Regions from separate parts of the Mus musculus genome. Here region 2 is linked to region 1. A link is a contact called in public promoter capture Hi-C data. All regions are on one chromosome and are shown on one strand. Each heading gives the region's core, a stretch centred on a gene start, on an enhancer-like site or on the middle of the called end of the contact. The rest is flanking DNA. Distances are from core to core; before and after follow the strand shown. Region 1 has its middle 13 kb from the start of Gm30880. Region 2 holds the start of Cenpu (centromere protein U).

The links. Promoter capture Hi-C pulls out the DNA fragments that hold promoters and counts their contacts.
Region 2: a promoter capture Hi-C map of pre-B cells shows a contact between it and region 1. The contact joins the promoter of Cenpu here to the enhancer-like site in region 1. A contact is called at or near these places in 17 of 39 promoter capture datasets (3T3-L1-derived adipocytes, the C10 cell line, the HPC-7 cell line and 12 more), 4 of 484 Hi-C or Micro-C datasets (bone marrow-derived macrophages, embryonic fibroblasts, neurons and 1 more), 15 of 115 datasets of contacts at active chromatin or transcription factors (the NIH/3T3 cell line, bone marrow-derived macrophages, craniofacial prominence and 11 more) and 1 of 9 other capture datasets (pancreatic islet).

Annotation. Positions count from the first base shown.
Region 1 is chr8:46,269,280-46,274,282 of GRCm38.p6, reverse strand. It overlaps the pseudogene Gm24669. Among named protein-coding and RNA genes, the nearest start is that of Gm30880, 13 kb to the left of the region's middle. Within about 2 kb of position 3,317, at least 4 of the 459 cell types and tissues checked have an H3K27ac peak or open chromatin away from gene starts, as enhancers often do. A contact at or near this core is called in pre-B cells, where this site is marked.
Region 2 is chr8:46,549,548-46,554,873 of GRCm38.p6, reverse strand. It overlaps Cenpu (centromere protein U), which reads right to left and starts at 2,805. Exons shown (of 13, transcript NM_027973.4): 1 at 2,747-2,805; 2 at 811-859. The coding sequence starts at 2,787.

The sequences.
Region 1 (5,003 bases), core at 2,068-4,567:
AGGAAAATTGTCATCCCTAGCCAAAAGCTCTTTGCAATTGATACCTTCTGGGAAGATCAGTTTCCCCCGACAGAGGGTGATAATGTATACAGCCACCCCACTCAAGAGCAGACCCCGTGCCCAAGAGGAGATGCCCAACACAAAAGAGATCCCATGGTTTTGTGTGTGCATTTGTGTTTGTTTGTTTGTTTGTTTGTTTGTTTGTTTGGGGTATTTTTGTATTATTGTGGTTTTATTTGTTTTTATTTTTATATTTTTGTTGTTGTTTTCTGAGAGAGGAAGAGAAAAAACACAAAGTTGGGGTTGTAGGGAGGTAGGGAAAGATTTTGGAGGAGTTGTGGGAGGGGAAAGAATGTGATGAAAAGATATTATGTGGAAAAGATTTTAATAAAAAAAGAGTAAGTTAAGGTTCTAGGTAGATGCAGAGTGGGAAGGTGTGGTCAGGATAGATGTATGCATGTGTGAAATGGTAAAAGAACAAGTACTATTCTTTTTAATTATGTGTCTATTGTGCAGATGAGTGCAGGTGCCCACCGAGCCCAGGAGTGACCAGTTTCCCTGAAGCAGGAGTTACAGGCGGTGTGATCCATGCAATACGGGTGCTGGGGACTGAACTCAGGACTTCTGTAAGAGTAGCACACACTCCTAACAGCTGGGTTTCTCTCCAGCCTCGGAAAACTACTCTTAAAGAATAATTAAAATAAAAGTAAACTAAATCCAACCGGACATGGGTAGATTGACAAATTTTCAAGTGTTCGGGGGACGACTAAGAAGCAATTTGAGAAGTACAAATGCCCGACTCCTTCAGATTATACTTTCCCCCAAAATTCTGAAGGACAAAGACACACAGCAAATAAAGAACCCAACTAAAGATGAGCTCCTGTAAGCTACAGAGGCCCCACGGAACCTCCTGCTGAGTTTGTGAGTCTGAACAGATGAAGCAGGAAAGATGAGAGTATCCTATATGTGTGCACATGTGTGAACATGAGTGTGTACAGGCACATGTGTGTATGAGTGTGTACAGGTATGTGTATGTAGATGGTATGTACAGGCATGTGTGTGTGTAGATGAGTGTGTACAGGCATGTGTGTATAGATGAGTGAGGATAGGTATTGTATGTAGATGAGTGTGTACATGTATGTATATATAGATGAGTCTGTACAGGCATGTGTGTAGATGAGTGTGTACAGGCATGTGTGTATAGATGAGTGTGTATGGGTTTGTGTATATAGATAAGTGTGTACAGGCATGTGTGTATAAATGAGTGTGTATACATATTGTGTAGATGAGTGTGTACAGCCATGTGTGTGTAGGTGAGTGTGCATAGTTATGTGTGTGTAGGTGTTGGGGGATGCACATGTGTGAATGTGGAGGTCAGAGGTTACCCTCAGGTGGTGTTCTTCAGGAACCACCATCTTGTTTTTGGAGATAAGGTCTCTTGGCTTGCCTAGGGCTCGCTGGTTTGGTTTTTCAGGCCAGCCAGCAAGCCTCAGGAATCCGAGTCTTCCCAACAGTAGGATTCCAAGCTCAGGCTTCCAGGTTCTGCTCTGTATGTGGGTGATGGGAATCAAACTCAGACCCCAGCCATCTCTCTAGTCACTATGGAATTTGCTGTTGTACACGGTTGATGGAATCTTTAGGCTAATGATGCTCATTTTCCAGGAACTGGTGTCCCTTAGTCAGCTTATATTTATTCCTAACTGTTTCCCTGACAACTCCCACTTTTTGTCCGAAGAAGTTATCACAAAGATGCCCTCAGGACACAAGAAAATTAGAGGACAGAACTTATAACAAAGTAGAAGAAAGCTTATTTACTCTTTTGTCCACAACCAAGGAGAAAAATATTCTTAGTTTCTCTCCTCCCTTCCTATAACAGTGTTAGGATTTGTGGGAAAGTTCAAGAGTCAGGAGTTACGCATATATGGATGTAGCTGGCAGGCAGGTTATCCATCCTTTCTTAGTGAATGTCGGGTGACTTTCCTGGTACCCAGGCCAACTGAATTGTTTCCATTCTCAGTACTGAGCTCCAGGGGAATTTTAATTCTTTAGAGACCATGGTTACACTAGTCTTAGGATATGGGTGGGAAAGTATTTTAAAGGGCAATGTTGTATTCATAACCTATAATCTATTTTTTTAAAATATGGAATGCTTCACTAATTTGCATGTCATCCTTGCTCAGGGGCCATGCTAATCTTCTCCAATTTTAGTATATGTGCTGCTGAAGCGAGCACTATAATCTATTTTCTAATGATTCGGCCAGCGATAGTCTAGTCATTATCTGTCAGTCTATCTATCTATCTACCTACCTATCTATCTATCTATCTATCTATCTATCTATCTATCTATCTACCTATGTATCATCTATCAATCATCTAATCTATCATCTATTATGTATAATTTATCTACCACATAACTATTATTTATTAACTTTTAGTTTTGCTTTCTGTTACTGAGATAAAACACAACAATTAAAGACAGTTAGGGAGAAAGGGTTTCTTGTTGTTGTTTTAAGCCATAGTCCTGGGTTACTGTCCATCATTGTGAGAACGATGTGTAAGCCCAGTCACATTATAACCAAGAACTTGGCGCTCAGAGCCGTGGGAAGCGCTACCAGAATTGTTGGCAGCTCTGGTGGGGGACGTTGGGGGTGGCTGGAGAGACAGCTCAGCAAGTAAAGAAAACTTAACACCTAAGGGGGATCCCCAGAACCCACGCAGCGGGAGGAGACAACTGCCTCTTATAAGCTGTCTTCTGACCTCTGTATGTGATATGACATACCATGCACCCTCACACCCACACGTAAAATAAATAAAAATTTTAAAAATATGGGATGAGGAACTGTGGGAGGGCCGACCAGGATGGGGTAACAACTGGACCTTTAAAAAAAAGTAATTTAAAAAATAAAAAATAAATAAGTAAAAGGGGAAAAAATTAAAAATAACTGGTGGAGGATGCTGAAGAGCTACTTTAAATAATCATGAGTTTTGTAATAAAAGCAGAAGTGAAGACTTTAGCTCCCACTAATTCAGGCTGTTTTATTCAACCAAGGTCTTACACATTTTTGTTTTTTCATTTACAGACCTGACGTTTTGGCTAGGGATAGAGTAACCAGGGTGAGGCAGGCTGACTATAAAAGAAGGACCCAATCTAGAACTAGGGGATCCCAGATACTGGAGAATTAGGTAGGATTCCGGCTACCTAAGTAAGCAAGTTAAAGAAGAAATGAGCCTTCCTCCCCGCAGAGACTAACACCCTTTGCTGAAGAGCACAGAACAGCAGCCATCCTGTGGGTGGCCAGGTGCCAGGAGCCTGGTGCTGTTATTGGCCCAGCAGGGTTAAAGGAAAGATGGCTCAGGAGACCTGCTGCAGGCACACCCAAGCACACTGGATCAAGAGGCTACAAAAAACAGGATATCCCTTAATGAGTTATTTTTGCGCTTGGTTAAGCCAAAAGCCTCCTCAGGAGGCTGGTGACTAAAAATAACCTTACCATTGTATGGAGCGATGGCAAGTGCTCTCTCTCCGTTCCAGGGGATGCGTAAAGAAAAAAAAAAAAAAAGAAAAAGAAGGTCTTCCCAAGTCTTCACGAGAGATGTAGATTTTAGGGTGACCCTAGGTCATACAGAACTAATCAAGTGAAATCAATAAGAAAATGACCCTGACAGTCAGCAAGTATTTGAAGACTTTATCAAAAAGAATTAGCAATGGGCAAACTCACTGGGTGCTTCGAAGGACCAAATCTGCAAGGTGGCATTGTGTGGCTGGGATTAAATTATTTATTCATTGTTAATTTATTTATTTATGTATGTGCAAATGACTTTGCTGCTGCAGGTGCTCCGGGCACTGCTGAAAAGCCTGGGTTTTTATGTCCAGGCCTAGAATATTGGTCCATTTAACTCATTTATCCCTTAAGGCGATCAGGGCTGACTCTTATCTATGGGGAGAGGAGGGAAACCATATGTGTGCAGGGAATGATGCAGGACCTGGGCAACAGTAAGGACCCACACATTTCAGATTCATGCAAGTCTCTGGGGAAAGCGCCACACAGTGTAATGCCCAGTGAATTAGCAAATGAATGCTTGTGTCAATATGAGAAAAGAAAAAAAAACCCTGATTACTTTAAACAGATAAAAACCCTCCAGGGAACTCTAGAAAATGCAAGCTCTTTTTCTTTGCCTTTTGGCTAATTTAATTTAATTTTTAAAAGAGGATCCAGAGTATCTGAACTTCCATGAAACTTACACATACAAAGAAAAAAGAGGGGGTCTAATGGATCCTTGATTTTGTACATGGGTTGAAATTGTCTCAGTGGTTACTGGGTGAAACAAGATCGTTTCAGGCATTCTCTGGTGGCGTTCACTATTCAGTCATGGCCTGCCCAAACTGAAAAGTAAAGAATCTATCGTTACCTTCTAGACACGCCCAAGGAGTAAAACAGATAAAGACTCTATACGAATAATAACAAAGTCGAATGTAGGGGAAACCTAGAGGTGAAATCAAATCATGCTTTTATTTTCTCTAGGTTTAGGCAAATAATGGTCACCCCATGTTCTTGTTGACCCAGCACCATGGGATGCTGGGCAGGACATGACCTCTGGGAGAAGAGAACACAAGAACTCAGCATGATGGTTTCAGAGAAGAAATCGCCAGGAACATCAGCCCAGTGAAGGCTCCCTACAGGAGTAAGACCCCCCTGACTCTTCAAAGAGAGGCGTGACAGCAAGGTCCCTGGAGGGACACTAGTGTGAATCGGTCAGGGTGCTTTGTAAGTGTTTGACTTAGGACACACAGCCTTTGGCAATACAGAGCTGCACAAGTGTCAAGGTGCTGCTTCACTTGAGATACAGAGAGGTAAACTTCCCTGGGAGTCGAGGGTGGGGATGAGAAAAGGCAAAAGAACCATCGAACTCAATAGCAGGATTTTCTTCCAAGCATTTGGTTGTTTATGATCCTAAAATAGGATATATTAGCATGGAGATGCAAAAATTAACAAATTCTAACC
Region 2 (5,326 bases), core at 1,556-4,055, 280 kb before region 1:
CTCACACTAACTTGAAATGGCATTGGATAAGATTTTGAAATTAGCAATCAAGAGTGTTACACAAATACGCTTGCCTTTAACAGGCATTTCCTGAAGAAAAATAAAACCGTATATGAACCAAGAGGAATTCTATAAACTCATATGCAGCTGTTAAAAAAACTAAGTGGAAAAAAAATGACATTTCAAAACATTATAAAGCTTTTACGTGATGTCAAATATCTGAATAAAAATAGAAACTAGACTCAGAAGAAAAGATGGTTCTAAAACGCTAACAAAGTTCCTTTTCTCCAACATTCTGGATAAAACACTTTTTAAAGCTGCTATAAAAAAGTTTGTCAAAGCCAGGCGTGGTGGCACACGGCTTTATTCCCAGCACTTGGGAGGCAGAGGCAGGCAGATTTCTGGGTTCGAGGCCAGCCTGGTCTACAAAGTGAGTTCCAGGATAGCCAGGGCTATACAGAGAAACTCTGTCTCAAAAAAACCAAAAACCAAAAAAAAAGTTTGTCAAGTGTGGAGGTGGAGGCTAAGGTGGTGATGGTGACCCAGCACTCGGAGGCAGATGCAAGTAGATTTCTGTGAGCTCAAGGCCTAGACTGGTCTACAGAGTGAGTTCCAGGACAGCCAGGTCTAATAGAGAAACCTTGTCTCAAATTAAAAAAAAAAAAAAGTAAAATAAAAATAAGAAAGAAAGAAAAGAAACAAAGAAAAGATTTTGTTAAGAGAACTCTCCAAAGTATGATTCCCACAAAATGATAGCTTTGCCTTCAATGGCTTAAGGGGGGGAAAAATCACATTAACAATCTTGCTTACCTGTTTCCTGGAATATGTGCTTCTCAAAGTGTTCTTTGAATGTTTTGCACTATTAAAACACAGATGACAAAATTTTAAAAGTGAATTCAGCAGATATTTTGAGCAACTGGGAAAGCACTGTAAGCTATAATCCTTCCAAGGCGCACCTTTCCAAATTATCCTCATTACTGCTCACCCAGCAGAGCTGAAGCCAGGCAATAAACCACTGGGGAGCAGGGTTGGGGGGGACACCTATCACTTTGTTAACCATCTCAGTTGTGTGTATTAGGCTACAATAGAAAAGACTTATTGCCACCCACACTCCCAGCACAGAATACCGCAGTAATAATCCGAGGGGAGGGGGCTGGGACTCCCCACTTGTAGCCAACTCTCAGACCTGTACTGCCTTTGCTTTGGGATAACCGCAGACTGTGATTCTGAGCTCAGAAAGCTTAAGTGACTTCTGAATGGCACCTCGAAACAGAAGTAGGTGGGACAACCTGGAGGCATAAATTGCCTAGCCTGAACTCTTTTCCATCTGACTCTTTTTTTTTATGATTTGTTTATTTTATGTATAGGAGTACACTGTAGCTGTACAGATGGTTGTGAGCCTGAGCCTTCATGTGGTTGTTGGGAATTGAGCTTTTAGGACCTCTGCTCTGCTCGCTCCGGTCAACTCCACTTGCTCAGTCCCTGCTGGCTCTAGCCCAAAGATTTAGGTATTATTATACACAAGTACATTGTAGCTGTCTTCAGACCCACCAGAATAGGGTGTCAGATCTCATTACGGGTGATTGTGAGCCACCATGTGGTTGCTGGGATTTGAACTCAGGACCTTCAGAAGAGCAGTCAGTGCTTTTACCTGCTGAGCCATCTCACCAGCCCCTCTACCTGTTTCTTGTGTGTGCTCCAAAACCAGAGAAATTCCCTTCTAGCTGTGGGCTGGAGTCCTGGAGCAGTTTCCAAACTCTACAGAAACCTCTTTCTTTCCTAAAGGAAATCTCTACAGTAACCATTTTATATAATCTTTGCTGTATGCATCCGTGTGTTTTAGGAGTGATAATGAACAGATTTCATAAATTCCAAGCCTCAAGATGTTGAAACAACAAAAACCACTGGTTTGGCAGATCAAGTTCTAAGCTCCTTTCCCTTGCTCAAAGGTGGTGGTGGCTCACGCCTTTCATCTCAGCACTTGGGAGGCTGAGGCAGGTGATCTCTAAGTTTATGGCCAGCCTGGTCTACAAGAGTTGAGTTCCAGGACAGCCAGGGCCACACAGAAAAATTCTGTCTCGAAAAACCAAAAAAGGTAAAAGCACAAACCAGCATGCCCTGATAAGCTCCTTTGCCCTTTTTAAATCTTCCTTCCCACTGCTCACCGAATGTGGATTCCCCCACCATCTGTGTCCTGTGGTAGCTACAAGCATCATCTTCCATAGGTAATCCTCCCACGGAAGACTTCCTACGCAGAGGAGACCTTTCTATCCAAATCTCTACCAGGCTTTGGATGCGCGCCAGACACGCCCAGAATATCCTTCGCCAGGAGTTGGTGGCGCTAACCTTTCGGGCCGCTTACTAACTTCTTTTCAGATGCACACCTCTTATATAATGAAAAGATCCATGAAGCACTCTGAATGTCCTTTAGGTATTTAGGCAAGGCCAGCCCAAGCTCTAAACAAGCAGCTGCCTGGTCCCTCGCTAGAGATTTCGTTTGGCTTCCGTGTTTTCTATTACGAAAACAGCTGCGTCTTAGAAATAAAAAGCAATGTCGACAGACCAGAAATGATTACTGTTAAATATTTGCTTGTCACATGAAAGCGACGCTGGTGTCTGAGTTCCCCTACCACACAGCTTGACTCCTGGCTCTAGGATTCGGGGCTGTGGGAATTGAGGCCGGGTCAGCGAGTCTCTGGGACGGGTTGAGCCCATCCTGGGCGGATTTCGGGGCGGCAGCACTTACCCCGGGTTCCCCGAGTATCTCAAACTTCTCCTTGCAGCCATCCTACCGTTCCCAAAGGCAGGGACTCCAAACTCGCGCCTAGCCGGTCTTGCTCTGAACAGCCAATCAGAGCCTAGTCCTCGCTATGCTCCGCCTTTTCCGGGGCGGGGCCAGAGAGCGTCCTGGGCGAGAGCACGATGAAATCCAGGCCTGGAAAACACCCAACAGCGGAGCGGAGTCCAAAGCAACCGGCTTAGCTGCTGCAGGCTGTCTCTCCCGCTCTCGCTCCGTTCCGTAAATTTAGAACTCCCCGGCCTCGTGGGCGGGTAAATGACCCGGAGCTGGTGTGGGTGTGGGTGGACCCGAGCCAGCCGCCAGCGGATCCAAAACTCCAGTGCTTCCGGGCGGGCTGTTAGTTGATGGACTACTGTCAAATCCTTCGCATTGCTAAATGCAGATGCCGCTTTTAGCTCCCTGTAGCAGCTCACTGTTGAACGCGACACGTTATTTGTCCTCCCTTCCAGGTCCTTCGTAAAGCGGGAAGGTCCCTTCTGGATCCATACTCACGATTCTTTTGTTTTTACATTTTTCTTGTGGTACAAAAGAATGAAAAATTGATTTAAAGGGATCAAAGATATAAGAAGTAAAAAAAACGGCCAAACTCAGAAGAAAACTGAATCAAGACGTTGGACTTGGCAATGAATTTTTTTTTAAGATTTATGTGTATCGATGCAAAATGTTATATATTTATTATATATACGCATATGTATGTATATATACACACACACACACGCATATATATATACACATCCGTGGTCCCAGTGGAGGTCAGAGGAGGGCATCAGATACCCTGAAACTGGAGTTACAGATAGTTATGAGGCTGGGAAACTCTGAGGTCTTTGGCAAGAGGCTCCAAATGGCTGAGTCATCTCTCCAGCTCCAACAATGATTTCTTGATTAACCTAAAACACAGTGGTAATGAGAAAGGCCAGAAATGGGGGTGATGGGAGAGATAGATGGTTGTGTAAAAAAGGTGGATGTATTTAAACACTTAAAATGACTGGAATAAAAAGCTGAAATGTCCAATTTTATGTTATAAATTTTATCACAATAAAAATATGAATACAAGCTAGGCAGTGGTGGTGCTTGCCTTTAGTCCTAGAGGCAGAAGCAGGTAGCATGGCCTACAGAGTGAGTTCCAGGACAGCCAGGCCTACACAAAGAAACCCTGTCTCCAACAAAGGGTATTTAACACTGTAAAAATAAAACATAGACACCTATATTACTGAATCAGAACATAAAATGTAACAGTTCTCTCAGACTCTTCCATGAATGGCCCTTTTCACAAACCATACGGTTTTTTTTATTTGTCTTTAGCATTTTTATGCTTTTCAGCCTCGATATGCCTCTGTGTATAATCATTGTATATTTCTATCTCTATAAATAACGTTTGGTAGGTTTTCTGCAAGTATCCTAACCAAAGCCATAATTTTTAAAGTGTCCACATCTGCATGCAGCTGTAGTTCATTCATGCTGCCTTTGGAATTCATTAAGTAACTATTTGCATCGCTTTTATTCCTCTGTGCTATGGGTACATCAATGTTTTCTATTTACTATTCCCGACAGCACATCACCAGGAATTCTTACGCACATCTTCCAGGGCACTTGTCTGTGAGTATCTAGGGTCAGTAGAGATACCATGTAAGATGTAGTCGTGGTCAGCTTTGCATGACACCAGGTTTTGTACATTGTTTTGTGAACTGTAGACTGTTTTCTTTACCCCTCCCTCCACTCTGCCTACTCAGTAAGTTCTAAAGAGTTTCACATCTCCTGTCTACTGAGATGAAACGCTTGTGTTTATGACGTGCGTTTCCCTCAAGGTTATTTCTGTTTCCTCGTCATCGAAAGGTGTGCGTCCTCAATTACCCAGAAACCATCTGGATGACTGCCAGAGGAGGGCAGATCACCTTGTGGGTATTGCAGGAAGTTCCTCATGGATGGGTAGAAACGGGCTTCCTGGAAGCATGGAAAACTGGCATACTATAGAGAGCAGAGGTAACTCCATTTTCTGGGAAGGGAGATGTGGATAAACCTTTTATGCTTTGGAGTTGGGGAAAAAAGAAACCACTCGGGTGCTCAAACAGGAAGGGGACTCCTCCCTCAGTGGAAACGAGCAAAACTCATCCAGATAGGTTTAAATCATTAAAGTTCTGAGTTTGTGTCACGGAGACGTCCAAGGATAGGATGCCTGTCACGCTGCTTTCTCTGTTTGATCCCAAGTTTCTAGAGGTCACTGGAGCTCTGAGGACATTGTCTTGACCTTTCATCAACCTTAACCTCAGGCTGGGTTCTATACCACCACCACTTCCACCACCTCCACCAGAACCAGCACCTGGATTTGCTCTGACCCGGGCACTGTTCTAAGTGTTTAATTTCTATCAGCTCATTGAATGCTCTAAGTAGCCCTCTGTGGTGGGTACCATAACCCCATTTTATGTCTATCAACACTAAGGAACAGCCCCATCAGTAGCTAACAGATCTGCCTGCCTTTTCTTGAGCCAAGGCTCTGGATCAGGTCTGTACCTGGCAGCTATGCTGTGT